Linked DNA regions of Anas platyrhynchos: region 2 is linked to region 1. A link is a contact called in public Hi-C data. All regions are on one chromosome and are shown on one strand. Each heading gives the region's core, a stretch centred on a gene start, on an enhancer-like site or on the middle of the called end of the contact. The rest is flanking DNA. Distances are from core to core; before and after follow the strand shown. Region 1 overlaps GPI (glucose-6-phosphate isomerase). Region 2 holds the start of LOC101804819 (transcription initiation factor TFIID subunit 4).

Evidence for each region. A called contact is a pair of places that touch in the nucleus more often than the background predicts.
Region 2: a contact with region 1 is called in a Hi-C map of skeletal muscle, with 2.3 times the contacts expected there. The contact joins the promoter of LOC101804819 here to the enhancer-like site in region 1. A contact is called at or near these places in 2 of 8 Hi-C or Micro-C datasets (skeletal muscle and subcutaneous adipose tissue).

Annotation. Positions count from the first base shown.
Region 1 is chr12:9,986,024-9,991,404 of IASCAAS_PekinDuck_T2T, forward strand. GPI (glucose-6-phosphate isomerase) reads right to left here. Exons shown (of 19, transcript XM_072043958.1): 19 at 4,196-5,381. Among named protein-coding and RNA genes, the nearest start is that of GPI, 42 kb to the right of the region's middle. Within about 2 kb of position 3,363, at least 3 of the 8 cell types and tissues checked have an H3K27ac peak or open chromatin away from gene starts, as enhancers often do. A contact at or near this core is called in subcutaneous adipose tissue, where this site is marked.
Region 2 is chr12:10,105,755-10,111,663 of IASCAAS_PekinDuck_T2T, forward strand. It overlaps LOC101804819 (transcription initiation factor TFIID subunit 4), which reads left to right and starts at 4,481. Exons shown (of 15, transcript XM_038185293.2): 1 at 4,481-5,730. The coding sequence starts at 4,554. LOC140003526 (a long non-coding RNA gene) reads right to left here and starts at 4,480. Exons shown (of 2, transcript XR_011812351.1): 1 at 4,350-4,480; 2 at 2,556-3,099. LSM14A (LSM14A mRNA processing body assembly factor) reads right to left here and starts at 443. Exons shown (of 10, transcript NM_001310414.2): 1 at 131-443. The coding sequence starts at 251.

The DNA of each region.
Region 1 (5,381 bases), core at 2,113-4,612:
TCACATTCAAGAGCAACAAAGAGCTCTGTTTAAGTTTGTACCAGGCTGGAACTGTGGGGCAGCCGTTAAAGACCACCAAGGTTTTAAATAAAATCGGACACTTTTAAGTTTCCTCTAGCTTTCCTTGCGGTAAATCCACCCAATATGAAGGGAATGTCGGTATCTCCCAGGAGGAAGATCTCTGTGGCTTTAAAGAGGAAAGAAAGTTTGATGTACTTATATATGTGTGTGTGTGTGTGTGTATACGCAACTCCAACCAGTATACATGTGTATACTAGTATATATATATATATATATATATATATACTGATGTATACTTTTTTTAGTAAAGGTATTCCCAAGTTTGAGGACATCACCAACATTATTTTGTTCCAGCAAACATTGCTTGTCTACCACAGTTGATTAGCTAGCGTCAATCCTCTCCTTTAATTTTGTTCCAAAGGTACATATTTCAAATAAAATTGGTGCTTTTTATTATTAAATACTGCTTACCTCTGAAGAGATCTATGAAACCAAGTTAGATTGTACACACTACGTTTTAGGTTCCCTCACGTGTCTGCCTCAGCATGGAGGCTTGCTTTTTATTTCCACTTATAGAGAAGCATATCTGTAGCCAGGCTGAAATAGTCCAAAATTGTTGCAAAATACATGTCTCGAGAATTGCCTCCTGACTGCAGTTAATAATCCAACAACCAGATCAATGTCTGTTTATGTCAAAATGACGTTTTCACTTGTATTTGACCGCCTAGTTTTGAACGGTGAGATAAGAGGCCTTCTCAGTAAAATCTCAATCCCATGCAAATAGAATTAAAGGGCATTATTAAGCTGGTATACATGCATATTGGCCAGTAGTCCTCTACCATTATACCATGCTCCCCACTTTAACATTAAAATGGATGAAGACTCAATACCTTTTATATTTTTTGCTTGTCATTCTGAAATTTTCTACTATTATGGGCAGCAGCTATATAACCTGTGAATTAAACATGGCTTAGACGATAGATCATCGTAACTCTTCCAACTCCAAATAGTGTTAGAAGGCTAGTGAAGATCAGAACTGATATGGTTATTGACGGAGAGTTATGGAGAACTCCAGTGAGCCTCCATATGAGGCCTTGTACTGTCTCTTCTAATACTGCTTTTCTTAAGTAGTTCAGGAACCACTGCTGCTAGATCACAGACTATCCAGCCAGGGAGCCATGCCAACAGCCCTTTAGTTGTCTATTTTAATATATATAATGGATTTAGGAAATAAAGCAAATGTTAAAAAGACCTATCAGATAATTTATTAGAGAAAAAAGCAATGCTGCATAGAGATTTGTCTGTACAATTAAACAATGCTATGGCTACAAATTCATTTCTTGAAAAGCCTGGAGAGACAGTCCTGAAGTGCAAGCCACCTAAGTTAATGTCACTGAATACAATTTAAAAATAAGTTAGACCAATTATAAATGGAAGTCTTTGTGAAAAGTCATGCTGTTGATTTAAATTTCCAACTCCTACTGAAAAACATATTGTGAAACTTTAACGCTCTAGACTTCATAACTCTGTTGTATACTGTACATATCTACTTAACAATATTTTCTCCAAAATCCATTTCAAGAAAAAAATAGCAACAGAACTTGCTAGAGCAGAATACTTCTAGGAGTATACAAATTTAAGCACTTTCATTGTCATGTTCTTCCAGGCAATATGAACAAATGAAGAAAAATAATTTTTTTACTTGACTAATCTATATAGAATCATGGCTCACCTGCTGAAGCCCTGACACTGCAGATCGGCAAGTGCTTTTTTTTCTTGTAGAACAGCAATGGATTTAATTTAGGTTTTCAGTGCAGCCTGGGAAATTTTACTCATCTTACCTTTCTTCAAGCAGTTCAAGCTCAAACCATTATGATCATTGAGCCTGCAGAAACTCCGCATTTAGTGCTGGATAGTTTGGAAATTAGAACAACCCAACAGATCAGGTAACTGCAAATTGGGCCAAAGGGGATCACATCCATTATAATAAAATTTTCTTCAAACAAAAGCGCAGGTATCTTCGTTGTAATCATAGCGTACAGGCTCAGTCTTTTTAAACCACATAATAATACAAACATTCTTTGTTTACCCTGGTTTCCACACAGCCTATAACAAGTGCATACCCAGTAGGAATACAAGATGAAATTCACATGATTCCCTTTAAAAATATTAAATTATCTTAAGTAATTTCCTTCTCAAGAACTCTTTAAATACATTCATAGATCAATTTTTACTGTGAACATTATTATTATGTAATCGATGTACCATGTTTAACACTTACAGTACAACTGTACATACATACATGTATATCATTGACTTACCTGCGTACACTGACGCACTCCCATACTGTGTTTTCCTGAACCTTCAAGAGAAACGTATTTTGTGGTTAACACACTGGGCTGAGGATCAGAAGATCTTGTTCCAGCTCAAAGGACTGATGAGTTTCTGCTTACTTTAGGCATAGTACTTCCTTTCTAGATAGCTGTCAAAAATATATACAACAAAATATTCTCTTTTCCTCACATTTTCTGTCTCAGTGTAATTCTGTGTTCTCCAGAAGAAAAACCATTTCTGTGTTTCTTGGCCCGTCTAGTAACTTTTATTCTCTCCTGCAGCATAATGATAATGCTGTCTCATCAGGACACTCAGCCACATCCCTTAGTTTCCCAGTCAGAAATGACCAGATTAGGCCTTTTCATTATGCAAACGCTATTCATGAAGAACTCTTGGGGTTTTATTCATGCCTAGCTTGGTACTGCACAAAATTTAAACTGATTCACTGGAGCTGTAGTAGCAGAAACAGCATCTGAAACTTCTCATGTTTTTTTTCTTTCAACATGAGGTTTATCATGGCTGGAGAGGACCAGCAGTGCTGGGTCAGTGCAGGTGCCCAGCATGGCCACCATCCCACCTCCAGCAGTGGTGGTAAGGACATACATGGGGAAAAATGAGGAGGGTGCAAGCCTATAGTACCTTTCTTGGCTCTTACTCTTCAACTCTTGTAACTTAATGCGAATTCCTGAACCATGTGTAGTTTATATGCATTTAGTAATCCTCAAATTACCTTTTCAAACAGTGATCTGTCCAGTGACTCCTCCTGCTTTTTTTTTTTTTTTTTTTAAACTTCAACATCTTCCAGATACTGTCAGGAATCTCTGCAAGTCTACTATTTAGTAAAAAAAAAAAAAAAAAAAAAAAAAAAAAAATGTTGCTCTGAATCTGCCTCCTGCCTGCCCCGTGTGAGGTCTCCAAAGTTCTGGGGATTGTGCCCCCTTCTCTAGGTGTTTTTGGGTTGTTGTCCGACCCTGCTCCCACCCAGCCCTCAAGGCACTCTCCTCATGGCTCCCGTCCAGGCTGGCGCCTGCCTCCCTCAGCCAGGGTTGCAGCACAGCAACGCTTACAAGTTACCTCAGTGGTGTTGGTTTCAGCACCTGCCATTTTTTGTGGAAGAGGGGCTTCAAGCTAAGCATTTGTGCATTTAAAAGGAAAACATTCAGCGAGCAGACTGCCTCACAGACTTGTATGCATACAGGGTTTGCCAGGCAGCCAGTCACCCTCACAGCCGTTTCATCTCCAAAATGCAGCCAGAGTCTGTTCCCTTGTGTTTATTTGTACCTGTGACTGTGCCCTCTGCCCTGCTGAGGGGAGAATCGCCATCAAAGCTGCGTCACTGCCTTTATCCTGCAGTTGGCTGTGGACATTAGGGATTATGTCAGGCAGCAGTCGTTTTCACGCTCCACGAACTCTGATTATCAGGTAATAATTCTGGTATCCAGCCTGATTCACTGGCAAGTCACGGCTAAGAACTCCTCCTGAGCGTTTTACTCGGTCGGTAATTTCACCGCCGGTCAGCAAATAGCGCAGAGAGGAGAGCCCGCCCAGCCGGGCCCTCAGGGCTCGCCATTTCCTCACAGGAGCGCCCGTCGCCAGGTGGCGCCGCGAGCCCGCCTTGCACGCGCCCGCCTTGCACGCGCCCGCCTTGCACGCGCCCGCCTTGCACGCGCCCGCCTTGCACGCGCCCGCCTTGCACGCGCCCGCCTTGCACGCGCCCGCCTTGCACGCGCCCCTTTTTCTGCAAATGATCTGAGTCCTGTCTGCTACCTCAGGGCCTGTGGTGGTGCTGTTTCTGCAGCCATCTTCACGTCCTCCCACAATAAAGAGCTGTTTCACAAGCTTGAAGTCACCACTGCTGGAGTATTGTTTTATTACACACAAACAGTACCACAGTCTTTTTGCTCTTCTGCTTTGTGTTATGAGGTAAAATTTCTGGGGGTAGAAGTCTACAGGAGTAACAGATAACAACACGAGCTACCCAGCAATACCACCAGGATCATGCAGGATGTCACTTCACACGTTACCTCTTAACAAACTGTGAGGAGCTGAGATGCAGGAACTGTTACAGAGCTAAAGGAAAGTTTTAAAACCTTTTGTGAAAATATTTTAACTCCCTCTGGTGGGCTATTTGTGGCAGTGCTTTATAATGGTGATCAAGAACATAGCACCACTGTACTGTTCACAGTATGAACGTAAAATTCCAATTTAAGCAGACATTGTTAACCTCATGAAGGAGTTCTTAGTGTGTCGTATCAGTAATAACAAGGCTGCTGCTGCCGCCAATTCATTGACTGACAGCAAACATGTACAGTAGGAGTTGCATGTTCAGACTTTCTTGTCACTGTATGAGAACAACAGTTATTATCTTATTTTTCCCTTCCACGCTTGTGTCTTACCTTTATTAGAGGTGTTTGGAACAATAGCCACAGCATGCTACTCTACTAACAGAGAGGAGTAAGAGGGGTAGAGAATTAGAGGATAAGCAACTCATTCACAAGCAGTCACATTGTTCTCTAGTCAGACTTCTGTTAAGAGTGATGGAGATTTAAGACTGAAATAGAGTTAAGACTGAAATAAGCCATCACTTGAAGGTACCAAAATACATTGCTGCAATTAATGCCAATCTTCAGCTTCACATAGTTTTCCAAACTTTCCAGAGCTCAATACATCACTGTCAGTCCAGGAATATTCCTGCTTTTTGAACAGCTGTCTGTGCAGAGCTTTCATGGCTTCTGGACAAAATCAATACAGACCTACCAAAAGTGGCAAACTTTACATAATAGTACTAAAACATCTGCATCTTGCTCAGACACATTAACATAAAACCTGAAAAATTTATAGCCATGGATTACTCTATTCTTTGAACATACTTCTAGCTTATAGCAGACCCAGTCCAAGGCAATGACATACTCAACAAGCTGGTGCACTTGACTTTAGAGAACCTTACACACAGTAAGAGAAGTGTTACTGGGTCTGCGTTTTAAAGATACAGAAAAAAGTGAAGAAGTTTTACTCATCCATCATAT
Region 2 (5,909 bases), core at 3,231-5,730, 120 kb after region 1:
CCCGGCCCTCCCGGCCTGCCCTCGGCACCCGGAGCCCCCTCGTCGCCACACGGCTCCGCCGCCGCCCGCCCCGCTCCCGAGGCACGGTTGGGCCTCCAGGCCCCGGTCCTCGGCTCCGCCAGCTCCTCACCCTTGGCCAGCGCCACGGTGGAGTTTTCGGTGTCGATGGTGTAGAGGATCCCCTCATAGCGGATCTCGGCCTTGGAGATGAGGCTGATCTTGCTGCCGATGTAGGGCGTCCCCCCGCTCATGGTGCTGCCTCCTCGGTCAGGGACTCCCCCCTCCTTCCCTGCCGAGCGCAAACAACTGAACGAGCCCGACTCGGAACCGCGGCAGGAGCTCTCCTCCTCTCGCTTCGAGGCCGACCTCCCGCCGATCCCCCAGCGCCGGCTCCCCCCGCGCAGACTCCCTCAGCACAGCCCGCTCCCGCAGCGCCCTGAAGCTCCCAACATGGCGGCCGCCTTCATCTTCCCTCAGCTGCTCCCCCCCCTTCGCCCAGGCCGCGAAATGGATGCCGGGAGCGGCGGCGGTCTCGCGAGAAGTGCGGGGGCGGGGAGAGCAGGGGCGGGGGCCGCCATTTGGGCTGCCCGCGAATTTACCTCAGGGGCTCTGAGGGGCGCTTGGTGCCTTCTCACTGCGTTGTGGGGTGCAGCGACGCTCGGCGCTTTTCCACTGGGCTATGGGGTGCACAAATCTTTGGGCTCAGCCTTATTGCTCTTTTTTCTGGGGCCGTGTGGGTGCTGGGGCTCCCCCTCCCCGTAGCCTGCTTCCTGCCCTAGCCTGGGAGCAGTGGGGGCGGTGTGCCAGTCAGGTGGGTAGGTTTGGGTAGGTTTGTCCAGTCATTTAGAGAGCAGAAGTCTAAGTGACAGTAACTAGCCAGCTCCCGTTTCAAGGGGAATTCCTTTTGCTCAGGTGGTGGTGTTGATAGTCAGATCTTACGAAGTGAGGCAGTTGTTGATAAAACTATGACTTTAGTGTGGAATTACTCCTGGAAAAAATATCCTTTTAGTACAGGCAAACAACTTGTGATTTTGAGATTGCACTTTGCTTGTATACCTTACGTGAAAATCACGAATGAAGCTTCATGTTGGAGACGTAGCATGTTAAAACATGATACTGCCGCAGGGCTCCTATTTCAGATTTGCAAGCTAGGAAATTACATGCAATAAAAACTAACATCTGAAAAGGGTACTTAATAGACTTTGTTATAGCAACTGAACACTAATATGTTGTAAGGATTCAGCAAGTAGTTTGTTCAAAATACGACTTTGAAACACAACAGCAAGCCAGATTTTTCTGGAAGAGCTTGGGTGTTACTAAACAGGAGCTGTGCTAGATTTGTGGAAGTTTCATGCTCATGTAAAACTGTTGGTGAAATCATGGAGGGTCTTAGTGCCCAGGGGCTATTACAGCTATATGTTTCTAGGATGTGGTGGGCTACTGAAAGAGACTGGATGCACATGGCTGTATCAAGTCCATGGGAGACAACTGTTGAAAATCAGCATCTATAACACAGCTCAGAGTAAAGCTACTGTTAAGACAAATAAGGAAAAATATCTTGCCTAAATGATACTTAGGATTCAGGATTGGATTTTTTTCCAGAGGAATTAGAGAATTTTGTCAACCAGCGATGTATAAATGTATTGTAGCATATTACCACAGTATGGCTGTTTCTATACTTGACTTGAAAGGACATTAAAATTTTTTCAGGCTGATGACTGAATAGCAATCTAACAAATCTTGTGGTAGATGTTCTTCTACAGGCAATTTTAAAATAAGATTGGAAGTTTTTGTTTTGTTTTGTTAGAAATATGACTATTAGAAAAATATCAGGAAAAGATCGTATTTGAAGAGGTCACATGAGATCATCACAATGGTTGCTTTGAAAATATTATTCTATACAATTTAGCTCCTAAAAATGAAAAATGAAGAACAACAAATTTATTCAGAAATGTCTTCTGTACTTTTCTGTGATGAAAAGCGTGTGTGACAAAGTGACTTTTCTGTGTGAAAAGTGACTATTTGAGAAAGATTTTTATGACAAAACGAATATGGAAGTTCACAGAGATCCTGAACTTCACAACTCTCAAAAAAGTGCAAGCCAAAAGCCAGTTTCAGCAACAAATTTATATACAATATCATGTCATCAATTTTTGACTTGGCAGGAGTCTACTGTGTATCAGTATGTTTTATTAAATGAAATATTCTATTATACTTCCTTCTGTGTGTTTATATATATAAAAAGGTTGAATTAAGAAGAGGTGAGTGGGAAGAAAGAGGAATTCATGTTTTACTGATTACCCACCCACAAGTGTACTTTAACATTGTAATTAAAAGCAGGTCATTTTTGAAGTTTTGAAAGCTGTAGTATAAATCATGACTTGCCATTTTCCCGTGACAGGATTACTTTTTGTCTTCTAAAGTTGCATAGCAATGAAGATTTCCTTTAGGGTGTTTTTAATGGAGACAAAAGTTTAATGGCGAAGTGTGTTAGAAAAATGTATGATAAAAACATTTTTCACAGTTAGGACTAGATGCAGAATTGTGTGTCTAACTCCATTCTTTCATAAAAACTGTGGAGACAGCAGTATGCAAATTCCAGGTCAGGGCCTAGTAAGTGAAAGAACTGTGACATCCTTTCTGATTTAAAAAATAAATTTGTAAAGTATGGTATGTCTTTAAATGCAGGACAAAGTAATGTTAGATAGACTTTACAAACCTCCATTAATATTCTTTTTGTGCAATAGCAAATCAAGCGATTATCTACTTTGAATCAAATTCCCAGGTAGAAATGTTAGTTAGAATTTTATTCACTTTTAGCCTTCCATAAAAGCAATGCTCATTTATTAAGCAAATTTTTGATGTGTACATCTCCTAAGAACGGTTCTGTACTGTTTTTCACATGTACTACTGTGCATTCACATCTTCCATTTATACATTCCGACTACCCTTTCATGCCTTCATTCTTTTACTGGCCACTTTAAGAAATATGCACTAGTTTAATTTGATTTTTAATGTTTAAACTTACCTAATTAAGCTGGCACAACCTTGTTTGTATATGTGTAATGCATTTTAGAAGTGGTTTATTTCATCACAAACCTGTTTTGTAAAGGAAAAAAAAAACCATGCAATCAGGAAAAACTGCCCTGAACATGTAAACTGCATTGAAAGCCAATGGCTGGTAACAATTAATTTACTAACAGTTTAGTCTTCTGGCTCAAGCCAAGTCATACAATGTATGACTTAACAGACTGAGCCTGGGAATGGAGAACAGTTGTGTGCATGGGTGTGCTGTGAGCTCTTCACTCTTTTCTATTAGCGCATTGTGCACTGAAGGTAGGTCATTCACCAACGCATGTTCTTCTGTTTTGTGGAAAATGAAGAAATCACTAAGAAGTCACTATTTTAGGCCACAGAGTAGCAGCTCAAATACATCCAAGTTTGACATCTATGCTTTTGAAGGCTAGCAGAATCTAAGCTGTTTTCTGCTGGCAGCTCCAAAAATATGTTTTTTTAACCAACTGTGTGCAAGAACATCTTGAATGAACTGTGAACAGTGGTTAGTCACACTAGCAAAACCATTTATTCTGAAGGTCCCATCAGAGAAACTGCCCTGTCATTTGCCAAAGAAATCATGGGTTAAGGCCACTTTTCTTTTTATGTGGCATTTCTAAATGCATGAGGCAAGCACTGATGGGGAAAAGAGTGTATAGAAGACCAATGGCAAAGGTGTTATTAACAGAATAAACTACCTCAAATGTTCAGTGGGGATAGTGAGGGAATGCTGTGGCAAGGCAGCTGCTGCGATGATACAAAGAAGTTGGTTTTGGTTCACGAGTCTTCTGTTAAGTGTCCACATTAGGAATGGTATTACTGTCACCATTCCAGTTGTGGTAAAGCAGTAGTTTGGACATAAGTGTCTAAACCTAAAGCAGACGCAGCAGTGCAGGGTGCAGGTATCCTGCCCGTATCTTAGCACTTCAAACAGCCCCGGTAGCACTTGACGCTGTCTTTGAAGAAGTCAGCGTATGAGGCAGCTGAGCCACTCACAGCCTGCGCGCGGGCTCTCGTTTCTCCCTAAGCGTGTGGAAAATCCTGTGCAGGCTGGAATTACTGTCAGGGTATTACAGCAGCCCTGCTCACAAGGTAACGGGGCAGCGGGACGCTGCAGAGGGCGAGCTCAGCACCCCGAGCCCCAGCAGCCCCTCAGCACCTGCCCAGGGACGCTTCCCGCGGCCGCTCCCTCACACAGCCCCGCCAAACGCACAGCCCCGCCCAGACCGGGCGAGCCGCCGGCCCCTTCCCCACACCCTGCCGCCAGGGGGCCGCGGGGGGGCCGCGGATCTCACCGGGAGCCCCCGAGCCCCGAAGGGAAGGGCCGCGGCGGGGCCGGGCCGGGCGGGATCCCCCCCCTCAGCCTCCTGTCAGCCCGCGGGGCCCCCGCGCCCCCTCCCCCGGCGGCGGGGGTGGGCGGCCCCTCCCAGCCTGCCCCGCGCGCGGCAGAGGCCGGGCGCGCCTGCGTGGTGCGCCGCCGGCTCCCAGCTCAGCGCAAGATGGCGGCGGGCGCCTCGGACCCCCTGGAAGAGATGCTGCTCTTCTCCGAGGAGGTGGACGAGAAGGCGGTCAGCGACCTGGTGGGCTCCTTGGAATCGCAGCTGGCCGGCGGCCGGGGCTCCGCCGAGGCGCCCCAGCCCAGGACCTCCGCCCCGTCCCAGCAGCAGCAGCCGCAGCAGCAGCAGCAGCAGCAGCAGGGGAGCCTAGCGGGGGGCAGCAGCCCCGTCCGGCAGCAGCAAGGGCACCCCGCTCCTCCCCCGGCCCCGGCGGCAGAGGAGGCGGCGGGGCGCCCCGGAGCCGCGGAGAGCCGAGCCCCTGCCCAGGGGCCGCTCCCGTCCCCGTCCCCCCCGGCGGCAGCGGCGGTGTCGGCGGCGGCGGCGGCGGCGGCAGGGCGGGGAGTGAGTGTAAACAGTAGTAGTGTGCAGCAATCACATGGAGCCGCTCTCCTCAGCGGCGGCAGCAGCAGCAGCCCCGCCGCCCCTGCCCCGCCGCAGCCCGCCGGCCCCCCTGCCCAGCCTGTCACCACCACCACCACCACCCACCCCCACGCGGCTGCCCGGGACGCGGCCAGCCCCGGCCCCGGCGGCAGCCCGCCCGCCGCCGACTGCCCGCCGCCGCTGCGAGCCGGAGCCGAGGCCGCGGGGGGGAGCGGGGCGGGGGGCGGCGGGCGGCAGGGAGCCGAGGAGGAGGAGAGCGAGGAGGGCACCGCCGCCGCTGCCTCCTCGACGCCCTCCTCGGTGCTCCCTGGCGAGGCGGCGCCCAACGGGGAAGGCGGCGGTGCCCGGCCGGCGGCGGTGCCCCCAGTCAGCAACCATCAGAGCCGCGGCAGCGCCGACGCCTCCCCGGCGCAGCCCAAGCCCCCACACGGCCCGCTCCCCGCACTAAACGCACTCGGCAACTCCGCCAGCCCCGCGCCCGCCGCCGGCGCTGCCACGCCGCCGGGACAAGGCTCGGTCGCCAACTGCGCCCCGCCGCCCTCCGCCGCGGTGGCGCCCGGCGGCGGCCCCAAGCCCGCGGGCGTCGCCAAGGCGGGCGCTGCGCTCCCCGCCGCCCCCCAGGCGCTGTCCCCCAGGCCGGCGCTGGGCGCTGCCCCCAGGATCGTGGCCCCCCAGCTGATCGTCAGGCCGCCGCAGCAGACCACCATCCAGCTGCCGCCGGGCTTCACGATACCGCCGGGTAAGTGGCAGGGCGGCGGCGGGCTCGCGGCTCTTGGCTGACCCGTGTTCTTGGCCGAGGTTTTTCCAAGTTGCCGATTTCCCGCTGCCCGGGGTGCCGGGAACACGAGAAGAGGCAAGTCTGAAGGCAAGTCCTACCCAAGCGGCTGGCCTTAAGGAGGATGTGATGGGTATGGGACG